2 separate regions of the Ovis aries genome follow, and region 1 is linked to region 2. A link is a contact called in public Hi-C data. All regions are on one chromosome and are shown on one strand. The core of a region is the stretch at or near the end of the contact, and the rest is flanking DNA. Distances in the headings are between cores, read along the strand shown. Region 1 holds the start of UGP2 (UDP-glucose pyrophosphorylase 2). Region 2 overlaps UGP2 (UDP-glucose pyrophosphorylase 2).

Region 1 (6,291 bases), core at 712-3,211, 44 kb before region 2:
AGTGAAGAATTAAAGAGCCTCTTGATGAAAGTGAAAGAGGAGAGTGAAAAAGTTGGCTTAGCTCAACACTCAGAAAACTAAGATCATGGCGTCTGGTCCCATCACTTCATGGCAAATAGATGGGGAAACAGCAGAAACAGTGGCTGATTTTATTTTGAGGGGCTCCAAAATCACTGCAGATGGTGACTGTGGCCATGAAATTAAAAGATGCTTGCTCCTTGGAAGAAAAGTTAGAACAATCTAGACAGCATATTAAAAAGCAGAGACATGACTTTGCCAACAAAGGTCCGTCTAGTCAAGGCTATGGTTTTTCCAGTAGTCATGTATGGATGTGAGAGTTGGACTATAAAGAAAGCTGAGCACAGAAGAATTGATGCTTTTGAACTGTGGTGTTGGAGAAGACTCTTGAGAGTCCACTTGGACTGCAAGGAGATCCAACCAGTTCATCCTAAAGGAAATCAGTCCTGGGTGTTCACTGGAAGGACTGATGTTGAAGCTGAAACTCTAATACTTTGGCCACCTGATATGAAGAACTGACTCATTTGAGAAGACCCTGATGCTGCTAAAGACTGAAGGTGGGAGGAGAAGGGGATGACAGAGGATGAGGGGTTGGATGGCATCACCAACTCAATGGACATGAGTTTGAGTAAACTCTGGGAGTTGGTAATGGACAGGGAAGGCTACGTGCTGCAGTCCATGGGGTCGGCAAGAGTCGGACACGACTGAGGGACTGAAGTGAACTGAACTGATTTGAAATAATATTTGGGAATACAGCTTCTAGAGTTTTACTTCTCTAAGAGCCAGCCTCTGAATTGATATGATTTAACCACTGAAGACAGGCAGTTTCTTTTTAGAGATTTCTTGAGGCAGCAAGTGTACAACATCCTTTGATACTATATCTTAATATATAATCGTTCATAAACCAAGATGTCATTCTTAAATTTTACCAAAAACTCTTGCTGCAATTAAAACTCAATTCCTCTCCCTTAATCTTTTGGTAGGTAGAAAATAACTGATCATCCTTCTTACAATAAAACCTCCATAATTAAAGACTCTTCACCACTCTTCAACTTTATTACCTTTCAGCTAAGCAACGGAGAAGGCAATGGCACCCCATTCCAGTGCTCTTGCCTGGAAAATCCCATGGACCGCGGAGCCTGGTGGGCTGCAGTCCATGGGGTCGCTAAGAGTCAGACACGACTGAGCAACTTCCCTTTCATTTTTCACTTCCATGCATTGGAGAAGGAAAGGGCAACCCACTCCAGTGTTCTTGCCTGGAGAATCCGAGGGATGGGGGAGCCTGGCGGGCTTCCATCTATGGGGTTGCGCAGAGTCGGACACCACTGAAGCAACTTAGCAGCAGCAGCAGCAGCAAAGCAACGCTATGGGGCTCAAATTTTTTGGTAGTATTTTATTTTGGTGTTGACCCTGATGGATAAATACTGCTCACCTAGTGCTGGAAAAATTCCTCTACTGTACATAAAGGCTTCTACTGAAGTGTAGACATTCTACTACACTTCTTTGGTTTTATTTGTGGAAACTACTTTTATAGCTGAGAGGTTTTCGGGTGTGATCTTTTTGGATTTCACAGAAAAAATATTATATGAAAGGTTATTGTTCTCCAGTATGGCAAATGAATCACTGGTCTTTTCTGTGTTACTTCAGTAACATTCCCATAGGAATAGGCAGCAGTAAAAAGATTAGTTTGTTTACAGAATGAGTCACTTAAAAACTCTCGCTTACCTTGGTTGATTAGTGTTTTCCAATGCCTCAAACTCTTCTAGAATGACTTGATTTATAGAAGGCACCTTAAGATAGCGCTGACAATTCACTTGTCCCAGTGCAGGCGGGTTGAGTGATGACTTGTAAAGTCTGAGATACACCCAATGGCCGGCGCACTGGGTCATATAGGCTTGGCAATACCAGGTGTGATTTAGCGGCGTTGGGCGGGCCCTCTTGCAGTCCCCGAGTCACTGCCAACGTTCTAGCTTTTAAAATCCTCTTTCCTTGAGGACTTCAAGAGTCTACTAAACGGTAAGCATTTCATGATGGGTAACCTAAGCCATTTCCCCTTTTATCAGAAAAGGAAACCGTTTAGCACAGCGAAAATCTCTGTAGGAATTGGAACCGGGGTGGTACTCTGGTGCGAGAGCCTTCACATGGCATTTTCTTCGATGCCCTACATTTCTCCTCCTGTTAGTAAGTACCACACATCCAACTGCTTATTCCTTAACCCTCCCGAATTTTCACCCTCCCGACACCAGCTGTGTGAGAAGAGTTTGCGTTTACTGAGAAGGGCCTGGCTCTCAGGGTAGTTGCTTTGGGGGGCGGGGGTGCGGGGGCGGAGGGCGATCTGGCTCTATCGGCCGGGTACACGACTATCTTCAATCTCTGGTAAGCGGAAACATTTTTAAGCAGTACGAAAATAACCAATCGTGCTTCAGGTTCTCTCTCTTGCTAAAGTATCTGTGGAAGGCTGGGAGTTGTACTGGTGAAACACTCCTTTCACAACCACAGAACGCGCGGCTCCCATCCCAGCTTCGGCTCCGCTGGGCTGCCTCAGGCCGCAGACGCCCTACCCCCTGCCACCTCCGTGCGTCTCATAGGCCAGGCCCTGAACCCGCCTCGGCTCCTGACTGGAGGCTGCTCCTGTCTGTCTGCGAGGTGGGGACATTTCCGCATTGAAGGGGCTGCTCCAAATGGAGGGGGATGGGAGGTGTTTAGGAGAAAGTGGGGGCTTTGGCTGTCGGAATCCCGCAGCTAGGTGGACGGAGGGGGTCAGCAGCTGGGCTGTGACAACTAGCGAGGGGCTCGAGGTGTGCATTTGTGAGGGGAGAGAGGGAGAGAGAAGGGTGCCTCAGAGGTGACATTCTCTCAGCCTGCAAGTCTTCTTCCAGGGGCGCCACAAACGCCCCCAGTTTCCCAGCTGCTAAAGGAAGAGGAGGAAGGTGGGTCTCGGTGGCGGTTTGGGGAGGGGCCGGGGCGGGCTTCCCACCACTCTAAGGGCGAGTGTGTTGCCCTTTCTGAGGCTTGTAGAGCCCGTCTACTCAACCTGCACTTTGGCCCCGGAGGCCGAATTTGGGGTTCGGCCAAGAGAAACTAGAATGTGTGAGGGTTGGGGCTGACTCCTGTCCCTCGGATTCGGGGCGGCACATGGGTTCTCGCCTCGCGGGTGGCCCCCTAGTGTCCGCTGCGGGGGAGGGGCTCTGTAGCTTTCGGCCCCTCCCGGGAAAAAGCCGCGGCCGCTCGCAGCTGGGAGGCTGGCGTCTGGAGGCCCCGGCCCGCCTCCAGACGGCACGCCGAGTTCTTAGCGCCTCCAAGTCCCGGGATGTTTCTGAGCGGGTAGAAAGGACTGCATCGCCCCCCTTGGCAGGCCTCCCCCTCCTCCCGATCCCTGCTGGGGCGGGGACCGCTGTTGGCCTGAGTTTCTCCGGGAACTGTCCTGAGGCCGGAAGGCAGCAAGGGGAGGGGATGTAGGGGTGCGGCCCGCCTGTGCCTGCGGCTGTCCAGCCCCCGAGGGCGTGGGGACCCGGGGTGGGGGGCGGTGAAGCCGCTTTAGATCCGCCTCTTTCATTGATGAAATTTAAGTTCGTGTGATTTTACCTTTTCCGGGAGCCTCCAGCTGGCCCTCATTTGTGTCAGGGGTGCAGTGTAGGCTGGAGTTCCAAGCAGACTCAGTCGCACCAAGTTTCTGTCTTTTGAAAGTGGGGAAGGGGGTTAAGTTTTGTTGTTTTTTTTTTTTGGAGGCAGTTTTAGTTTTTTGAGTAAATACTCTAAGTGGCCAAACATAGGAAGAGAAGAAAGAATTCGTCATTTGTTAAAGCAGAAGTGGAAGAAAGACCTCTATAGCGTTGACTCCTCTAGACACTTAAATATATTTGTAAGCCAGAGTATTTTAATAAATCCCTAAAATGTCGAGATTTGTACAAGGTAAGACACGCTTCTTATCTCCCGGGTTGCTCTAGCAGTACCGAACTTGGGGACCGGCAGTGGAGAGGTTGGTGGGTGGTTTGGAAGTGGAAATGTTCATTTGAGATACTATTTGCGAAACCCTTTTCTATAAATTGACATTTGAGCTGTCTTGAGCTGCTGGGTTGGCGTTTCAGATAACGTATCATTTATACCCTTGTACTCTGCTGCTTTTAGTTCTGCCTCCGTGAAATCAGGTTAGTAGCACCCTGGCTTCCCGGGATAGTGGCTGTGAATGATGATAAAACAGGATTTTGGCTGCCGATTGATCCCTGTACTCTTTTCGTGGTCGAAGTCGAGGTAACTCTGGGTGCGGACGGGAAGGGGAACTGAGAGGGTTGAGGAAAGGCAGGTGGGTTTAGCCAGGACGGTTGGGGAAGCTTTAGTGTTCTCAGCTTCTCCGTTTGGGTGTACGTGGTCTGAGTCTCAGATTCATTTATTGCGAAACAGGGAGTAGCTCGTAGAAGTTGGAGGTCATTTCAGCAGAAGAAATGACTTTGCTGCATTGCTGTTTGTTTGTTTGTTTGTTTTTTCCCTCCTTTGAAATCTGTAAAGATTATTACGGTTTCTTTGAAATTAGCAAATTGCTCTCTAATTCTACGTGTGTGTTTGGAAAAGGTTTAAAGAATGCATCTCAATTGAATTAAGCAGTAATGTTATGTGTGTGCATGTGTGTGTGTACACTTTGAAATTGGTGCTACCTTAAACCTCTGACATCAGTGTGTAGCATGGGACTTGTCTTCTCTGTATGCAAGGAAGCCCTTTTTTTGAGGACCCAAGAGTGTGAAAGCTTCAGCCATCTTGCTGAAAACACAGCTAGTAAAGTTCACAACCACTTAATGTGGCTCTGAATAAATGCAGATGTACTTTTAAAAAATTGTGTCAATAATGGCCATCATTTGGTCCTGGGAATAAAAATGTCATAGTAGGTTTTATATCACTTTATTAACTCTTGAGTTTTATATAATAAGAGACTTTGACTGCCTGCATTATTTTGAAAACAGATGGGATTCTTATCTGCCTTTAGCACTAAGCTCAGAAATGTCACTTTTCATTAAACTTCTAAATTCATATTATGCTTTATATGTGATGCTTCTTTATGTTCAGACTGAATAAATGTCTTAGTCAAGAACAGAAAGTAGAGGTAACTGTCAGAAGTTTGCTTGTTTTTTTAATGATAACATTTAATTACCAGAAAGCCAGTATTGAAATAATATGCTAGAGAAAAGTGGATAAGTCATTTCTTTTTAAGGATTGAGAATATTATTAAACTCCAGATGTTCCTGGTTGTTATGGTTTAGAGCAGCTTACAGAAGGGGTGCTGCACGTTGACTGGTTTCAAGTCTTTTGCTGTTAATGGCTAACTAACTGCTTTCAGGAGATATTAAGTGGCAATACCTGGGTATGTTGTTATTCCTTTCTCTTGTCATCCACTTTTTCTTTTTTAATAAACTTTTTTATCTTGGGATACCTTTAGATTTGTAAAAAAAGTCTCACATACATCAAAACTAAGAAATTATCACCAGTAACGTTACTGAACCACAGACAGACTTCCCATGATTCGATCCAACACTGCATTTACTTGCCATCCAATTTTGCTCTAAATGGTAGTTTTCATTTTTAAATTTGACAATTTTGCACAAAAAGATGACACACCTCTCCCCTCTGAAAAAAAATTTTAACATGATTTTGCTCCTGTTTATCATTGTTTAAATTTGTACTTCAAGTACAAGTAAATTCTCTGTGTATTAACTCTGTTGCTGTGATAAGTGATAAACTTTATTGGCACATAAATCCATTGTCTCCACATATCAGTTTTTTAAGTAAAAGGGTTGGGATTTTTGGTTTTGAATTTTTTGGTAATAGATGAAATTGATCTTTGCTGTTGTACTTATTGATATTTCTGTGCATTGATACTTAGCTTGTACCACTTCATAAGGAAAGGAATGGACAAATATTAGGCCCCTAAGGGAGGCCTGCAATTCATGGGGTCGCAAAGAGTCGGACACAACTGAGTGACTGAACTGAACTGAAGCTGTTTTCGTATGTTGTCTCATTTAAGCTTCACAAGAACCCTGAGAGGTAGTATATTTATAGGTGATGAAATTTAAGTATCTTAAATTCGTATATAAATGTGTCTTAACACTTGTCCATTCTAGTACCTTTTATTGCCTCGTAAGCTAAAAACTTATCAGGAACAATGGCTCCTTTCTCCAACTAGACTGTTAGTTCCCTGTGGGCAAAGATAATATTATATCCCTGGGGGAAATACAGTGTCTTGAAGTGGTGGACGCTCTGTAAGAACCTGTCACAGATGACAGA
Region 2 (6,800 bases), core at 1,714-4,213:
ACGGTCCCCGGTGGCCGCCTGAATGAACTCTAGTCACCGTGTCTTTGTTCCACACAGCAGGAAGAAGGAGATAGGGCATGTTGTCCCCTGCCCTTTCACAGCGACTTCCTGGGAATCTTTCAGCTCACTTCCAGTTAATCTCAGTGACCAGGACTTTGGCACAAATAGCTCTAAGCGAAGCTGAACATGTGGTCTTTTATTTGGGGTGGTAGTGTGCCCAGCTGAAAATCGGGGTCCTAAAATGGGAGGGGGGAAATGACATTGGGGTAGGCAGCTAAAAATCTCTGCTGTGCTGTGTCATTGCTTTGTTTTGTGAATGATGTAATCAGGAGAGAAACATCTTCAAATTCTCTTTTCCAAAAGATCACCACCTGCAAGGTGGAGCTTAAGGTGACCTCCATCTTAAGGTGACCTCCACCTCCACCTCCCTAACCTGGAGGGAGTTAAGGTGACTGGAGGCCACTGCATTGATGAGAGGTAGGTGGGATGGCAGCCGTGGCAACAGAGAGTTTCCTGAGGCTGACGGGCCTCGGTCATTGGTCAGGTGTGAGCAGGCTCTTGGCTTGGCAGTTGAGTATGTTCTGGTGCCAGAGACAGGAGCAGATTTCCAGAAAGAGGAAGTCTACTTAGAAGGAACTTGAAAAGGAACAGGCAGAAAGAGAGGGAAAATAGAATGTGGCCTTTCAGAAGTCAAGAAGAGAGCATTTCAAGGTCTAGGGAGTGGTCAGTTGTCTCAGATGCAGCTGAGAGCTCAAGTTTAAGAGAAACATTGTTATTATTGACTAGATTTAGCAAGGAGGAGGATGTTAATGACCTTGGTAAGAGCAGTTCACTGAACTATGGAGAAAACAAGATTATAGCAGGTGTTTGAGTGAAAAAGAGGTGAGGTGAGGAAGTAGAGGTGAGTGCAGCAGCTTTTTAAGCTTTGACTTTAAGAAGATGGAGAAAAAAGGACAGAAAGGGGTGAGTGTATGTTTTGCTATTTTCTTTGTTTTTTAGATGTAAAATATTTGAGTGTGTTTGTGTCTGTGGAAAGGAATAGATAGGGAAAGGCTGACTCTGAGGCTGGGAGGTTGATGAAGTAGGAATCTTAGGTGGGCACTAGCAGAGAGATTACTTTGGGGCAGGGGACAGCTATTCAGTGACCAGAAGGAAGGGGAAGCAACAGAGGTGGTGATGCGGGAAGGTCCTGAGGATCTGTTCTGGAGGCAGAAGGTCGAGGGCACTGTAGTAGGGGATGGTTTTGTTCGTCCTGTGAATAGGAGCTGAGCTTATCTCGGTGGCTGACAAGGTGTTGGCAAGTTTGCTGGTGGATCACGTGATCATGTATGTGATTTGCCAGCTTTTCCTGAACAAGAAAGCAAATCTCTGGTCTAGGTAATTGGTTGGAGTGTTCACGTGACCCAGATTTTGGTTGTTACCTTTAGAAATGCGAAATGAAGAGACGAAGTGAGAAAGCACCTAGCACAGGCCTTGGCACACAGGCTGCCCAGTAGGGCTTGCCGAATACGCGGATGTTCTTGGCACACTTCCTGTACATATGGAATGTCATTTCAACCTTGTTTTACTGTTTACACAGCTCATTTTCTTTTTGGAAAATTTTGCTTTTGTTGGAAAAAAACAACTTTCTCAATAATCATACCCTTCTGAACCATAACAGGGCAGGTACTGTTAGCTTGTTTGGGGTATTTGGCACTGTCTCCAGGAATAGCAGGAATATGCTACCAAGAACTGGGTTATACTATTGCTAATGGGAACAGTGTGTCTCCATGACTGTGTAATGAATTCAGCTTTTCTTCTAACTGGAAACTAAGTTGTGAACAGACTTGGCAAGGTACAGGTCATAGTAGACAGTTTTTAAAAGATCTTTTAAAAAGTATTTCAGTTTCTGCAGAAAAACTAGATTACATCCTAGAGGGAAGAATGTTGTTTAAATTATGATTTTTCATAATTTCACAGCTACTTTCTTTGTTCATTCCGCAGAGGAAGTTGAGTATTTGACTCATTGTTTTCTCCTACTGAGAGGATAATGTGAGTGGTTTTGTCTCCCCTGCACATTTTGCCATGGGGTCGCTAAGAGTCAGACACGACTGAAAGACTTCACTTTCACTTTTCATGCATTAGAGAAGGAAATGGCAATCCACTCCAGTGTTCTTGCCTGGAGAATCCCAGGGACGGCGGAGCCTGGTGGGCTGCTGTCTATGGGGTCGCACAGAGTGGACACAACTGAAGTGACTTAGCAGCAGCAGCAGCACATTTTGCAGGAGCCTCCTGAGGTTTGCCCCACCTTACCTGTAGATGTTGCCCTGCTGTATATTTACAGTGCCACAGAGGTCTTCATAGAACACTGAATTCTATTCATGTCTTGGAGAAAGAGAAACACGGTGATCAGGCTTGAAAGCAGAGATAGCACTGTGTGTGCTAAGTCATTTCAGTCCTGTCTGACTGTGACCCTTTGCACTGTAGCCCACCAGGCTCCTCTGCTCATGAGATTGTCCAGGCAAGAATACTGCAGTGGGTTGCCATGCCCTCCTCCAGAGGATCTTCCCCACCCAAGGACTGAACCTGTGTCTCTTACTTCTCCTGCATTGGCAGGTGGGTTCTTTACCACTGACGCCATCTGGGGAGTACTGTGACTGACTAAAGTGACTCAGTGAGAGTAACATCTAGGCTGTATCCAGCAGTGCATGGTACTCCCTGTCATCTCCCAACCCCATCCATCTTTGCCTGAGTGGATGTCTTTGTTCATTCTCCTGGGGGAGCTCAGAGGGGAATAGTGGAGAACAGATCTAATAATGTCCCTGGGACTAGGTGTGTCCAGCATAACTTCAGCTGTTGCCAAACAGTCTTCTAACACAGGTCCTCTTGGCTCTGGAAATAAACCGAGCTCTGTGGGATTGCTTGGTGAGGTCCCTGGTGGTGGGTGTGGACAGCATCAGCCACAGAGGGAACTTGTATTGGTATATGGGGTGATTTATGTGAGGAAAGCTGAGCTTGCCACCTAATATAAACTGCAGTAAGCTGTAGACCAAAACTGTCTTGGCTTCCTTCCATGCATGACTGCTGCCTTTCTGTGTGTTTGTGTCTGTGTGCGGAGTCGGGTGAATTTAAGCTGAAACGTAAGTGAAAGTGGAGGTTTCTTTTTTTTTTTTTAAGTGGAGGTTTCTAATAGCAATGCTGACTCGATGACTCTGGACATCTTCTCCCTGGCTGTACGTTGTTAGTTCACACCTTGTGACTTCTTCCCTTTCTTTCCATAGTCCTTTTCTTGTTAACAGTCAGTTCTTCAGTGGGGCCTGTATTTAATTAGCTGCTATATTATAGCAAGACAAGTAGGTATTACTGAAAGCACCACCTAAAGAACCATGGTTCCTTGACATTTGTAGGGGTTAGGTGACTCCCTACCCACTTAACTTGGTGTACAAAGTTCTAAGTAAGGCACTTCACATAGAATTCTGGGCTCCCACCTAAATGATAAACAAGTTTCTACTTGGGAGTTGCCTGTACCTGGGCCCAAAAGTCTCCATTAGCTCAGTTTTGGAATTTAACATTGTTCTTGGATCAGCTTATTTTATTTCACCCCAAATATTTGAAAGCTAATTTAGAAGTAAATTTTAAATTTAAACTGAAGTTCTCAAGATACCAATCTTGGGAAGATTTGAATCAAGACCAAAAGTGTATTTAATATATCTTTTGGCTGAAGGCAGATGGCCTAGTGTTAAAGTCATTGTGAGGCTGGGACCTTTGATCACTGTTACATAGAGAATAAAGGAGGATACATGATCACCATTATATATAGATTAAATTTGGGGGATACAAGAAAATTTGTTTAGCCTCCATAGACTCAGTCGTAAGGAACTGTCTTCTTAAAGCATTCTAGTAAAATGCATGTTTTGAAGTTTGACTAATATGAAGAAAACATTTTTTCCCTAAATACTTTATATTCTTTATCATATGTGGATCAAAGATGTTTTATAATGAATATATGTAATATTGGGGTTTTTTTCTTTCCTGGTGAAACTTTAAGGCTCCAGGGTTGACTTTTGGTTTTTAATTCATCTGTACAGATGATATGAGTCAGTGTCATTGAAGTTAAAAAGAAAAAAGGTTATATTGAACAAAAAAAGGATTTTGGCAGAGTTTTATTAAAACTGAAACATAATTCTGATTGTTTGGTTGATATTTTTTAACAGGCCATCTAGAACTACACATGCTGCTAGCCATGTATGTTGATTTACATTAATATTAAATAAAATTAAAATTTCAATTACTCAGCTGCATTTAGCACTGTGTCTGGAGGGTGACAAAATGGTGAAAAATGCTATCCTGGTGATCTTTTGACTGCATACCTAAAAATATGAAGAAATTTCTTTTTACATTGTTTACATTTTTGTAAATTTTCTGCCCTGAAATGACAGGCTGCCCATTCCTAAGAGATAATGGAAAACTCATAACTCAGGTGTTGAATAGTGTCTGAAACCCTAAGCCCTGCCATTTTGTACTGTTATTAACTGTATTTGAAAGAGCAGCGTTTTCTCAGACTCACACTTTTAGAACCATGGTTACACTTGTAGTATTATTTTTCATTCTTTTAATCTTTTAATTCAAAGCTGAGGGTATATTGTTTCTTAAATTCAAATGAAGAGAATCCATTTTCTGATTCACTAAACTAAGACTTCAGAACATGTATTCTATTCAATTTTAACACCTACAAATGGAATAAAAAAACTTACTTAAGGCTCGATTTGCCATAGAATCTGTCAACCTGTATTACATTTCTTTGTCAGTCTCCCCTTCTCTCAGATCTGCTGCATACAGAAATATCAACTTTATTAAATGAAAGCAATTGTCTGGGAAAATCTGCATTAATTTGGAATCTCCTGAAGCATAAATAAGTCACTTTAAAAAAAAGAACGCTAATTAAACCTTGAGGACATTGTGTTAAGTGAAATAAGTCAGTCACAAAAGACAAGTCCATTGTGACTCATGTCTGAGCCACCTGGAGTAGCCAGACTCATGGAGATAGAAAGTAGAAAAGTTTTTTCTCATTGTTTCTCGTTGTTTTCTAATGAATTTAGGTCTAGTTTTGCAGGATGAAAGAGTTCTGGTTTTATTTCTTCAGTCCCCTTAAGTATTATCTATCCTCCACCATGATATAACTAAAGAGTACATTTGATGACCTATTTCATAAAAGAAAAGTAACAACAAGTGTTCTGTAAATGGATAGAAAATACACTGTGATCTTTTTAAAAGCTCCGTTCTTATTGTAAGATGTTTAGACTTGTTTGTGCCTCTCCTTCTAACAGAAGAATTTGAGCTTCCACTGTCATTGTTCCTTTCCTGTGAGGAAGAAATTGAAGATTAAGCCTCTGTGCTCATTTCAAACTTGTTTTACTATTTACACAGCTCATTTTCTTTCAGGCAAACTTGCTTTTGTTGAAAAAAAAACTTTCAGATTGCAAAAAATCACACCCTTGTGAACCATACCAGGGCAGGCATTGGTAGCCTGCTCCGAGTGTTTGGCCCTGTCTCCAGGATTTCACGAGTATGTTACCCAGAACTGTGTGATCATATGCACACTTGTCCAGAACCTAAGCAGACTCATAGTGCACCAGAAACATGTACAGATGTGAATGAATTTGTGCATCCTGTTTGCTATGTTGATGCACATTGAGAATTCAGTGCTTTTGAAGGTAGTCCAAGAGAAGTATATTCTCACCAGCCAGCCAAAATATTTGTAGACTGTAACTTTTCCCCCTCTTGTGCTCCATTGTACTGTAAGTGAACCACTGAACTACTTCTGTGTGCAAGGGAAGTTGCTGATAAGAACTTAATTTTGACCATAAGGGCCCTGGACATTAAAGAAAATGTAGCTGAAACTCTACAGAAAAAGCAAACCTCTTCAAGGAAGCATGGAAATAACCTTGGTGTTGATTTGGTTTAACCTCTTAACAACTTTAAAAAATTTTTCAGATTCAGCCCTATGAGAAGATAAAGGCCAGGGGCTTACCTGATAATGTATCCTCTGTGCTGAACAAGCTGGTGGTGGTGAAACTCAATGGCGGTTTGGGAACCAGCATGGGCTGCAAAGGCCCAAAGAGTCTGATTGGCGTGAGGAACGAGAATACCTTTCTGGATCTGACCGTTCAGCAAATCGAAGTGAGTTGGAACGTTGAGCCTTTCTCATGAGCTACCAAAATGATTTTCAGTTTTCAGGTTACTGTAAATGTTACCTTAGAAAATAACAGATGAGGATTTGAGCTAGTCAAGGAGCATGCTATCTTTAGTCTCTTTATTAGTGTGTTAAAAAAGGTTTGGTGTTCCTAAAAGCAAATCCTTAGAGTGATGTGAAAGCTTTTGATCTTTAAATAGCGTTTGTGGTGCTGGAATCTCTGGGTCTCTTCAGATTCTCCTTTGATCTCCCTGCCTCTCTCCCCTCCTTCTCTCTAGGGGTAGCCTTCATCAGAGCTGGGATGATCTGACTTTATTAGCCCCCTTTTGGAGGCTGGGGAGAATTTCATGTATCTGGCTGGGTACCGTGGATGCTAAGAACTGTCACTGACTTCTCTTTTACATAAATCATAAAGTCCTTAGTCATAGACCATAAGCTCTTAACAGGCAGTGGCCCCTGTCTTTTTCATCTCTATATCCCTAGTTTCTCATACAGTGCCAGCAATCATTATAATAGCAGTAGCAGCAGCTAAGGAGAAGGCAATGGCAACCCACTCCAGTGTTCTTGCCTGGAGAATCCCAGGGATGCAGGAGCCTGGTGGGCTGCTGTCTGTGGAGTCGCACAGAGT

Evidence for each region. A called contact is a pair of places that touch in the nucleus more often than the background predicts.
Region 1: a contact with region 2 is called in a Hi-C map of muscle, with 2.7 times the contacts expected there. The contact joins the promoter of UGP2 here to the enhancer-like site in region 2. A contact is called at or near these places in 3 of 16 Hi-C or Micro-C datasets (hypothalamus, muscle and tail adipose tissue).

What each region holds. Positions count from the first base shown.
Region 1 is chr3:44,432,282-44,438,572 of ARS-UI_Ramb_v3.0, reverse strand. UGP2 (UDP-glucose pyrophosphorylase 2) reads left to right here and starts at 1,961. Exons shown (of 9, transcript XM_060412075.1): 1 at 1,961-2,034. WDPCP (WD repeat containing planar cell polarity effector) reads right to left here and starts at 2,556. Exons shown (of 19, transcript XM_060412062.1): 1 at 1,744-2,556.
Region 2 is chr3:44,388,759-44,395,558 of ARS-UI_Ramb_v3.0, reverse strand. It overlaps UGP2 (UDP-glucose pyrophosphorylase 2), which reads left to right. Exons shown (of 9, transcript XM_060412075.1): 4 at 5,974-6,159. Among named protein-coding and RNA genes, the nearest start is that of WDPCP, 44 kb to the left of the region's middle. Within about 2 kb of position 2,963, at least 21 of the 54 cell types and tissues checked have an H3K27ac peak or open chromatin away from gene starts, as enhancers often do. A contact at or near this core is called in hypothalamus and muscle, where this site is marked.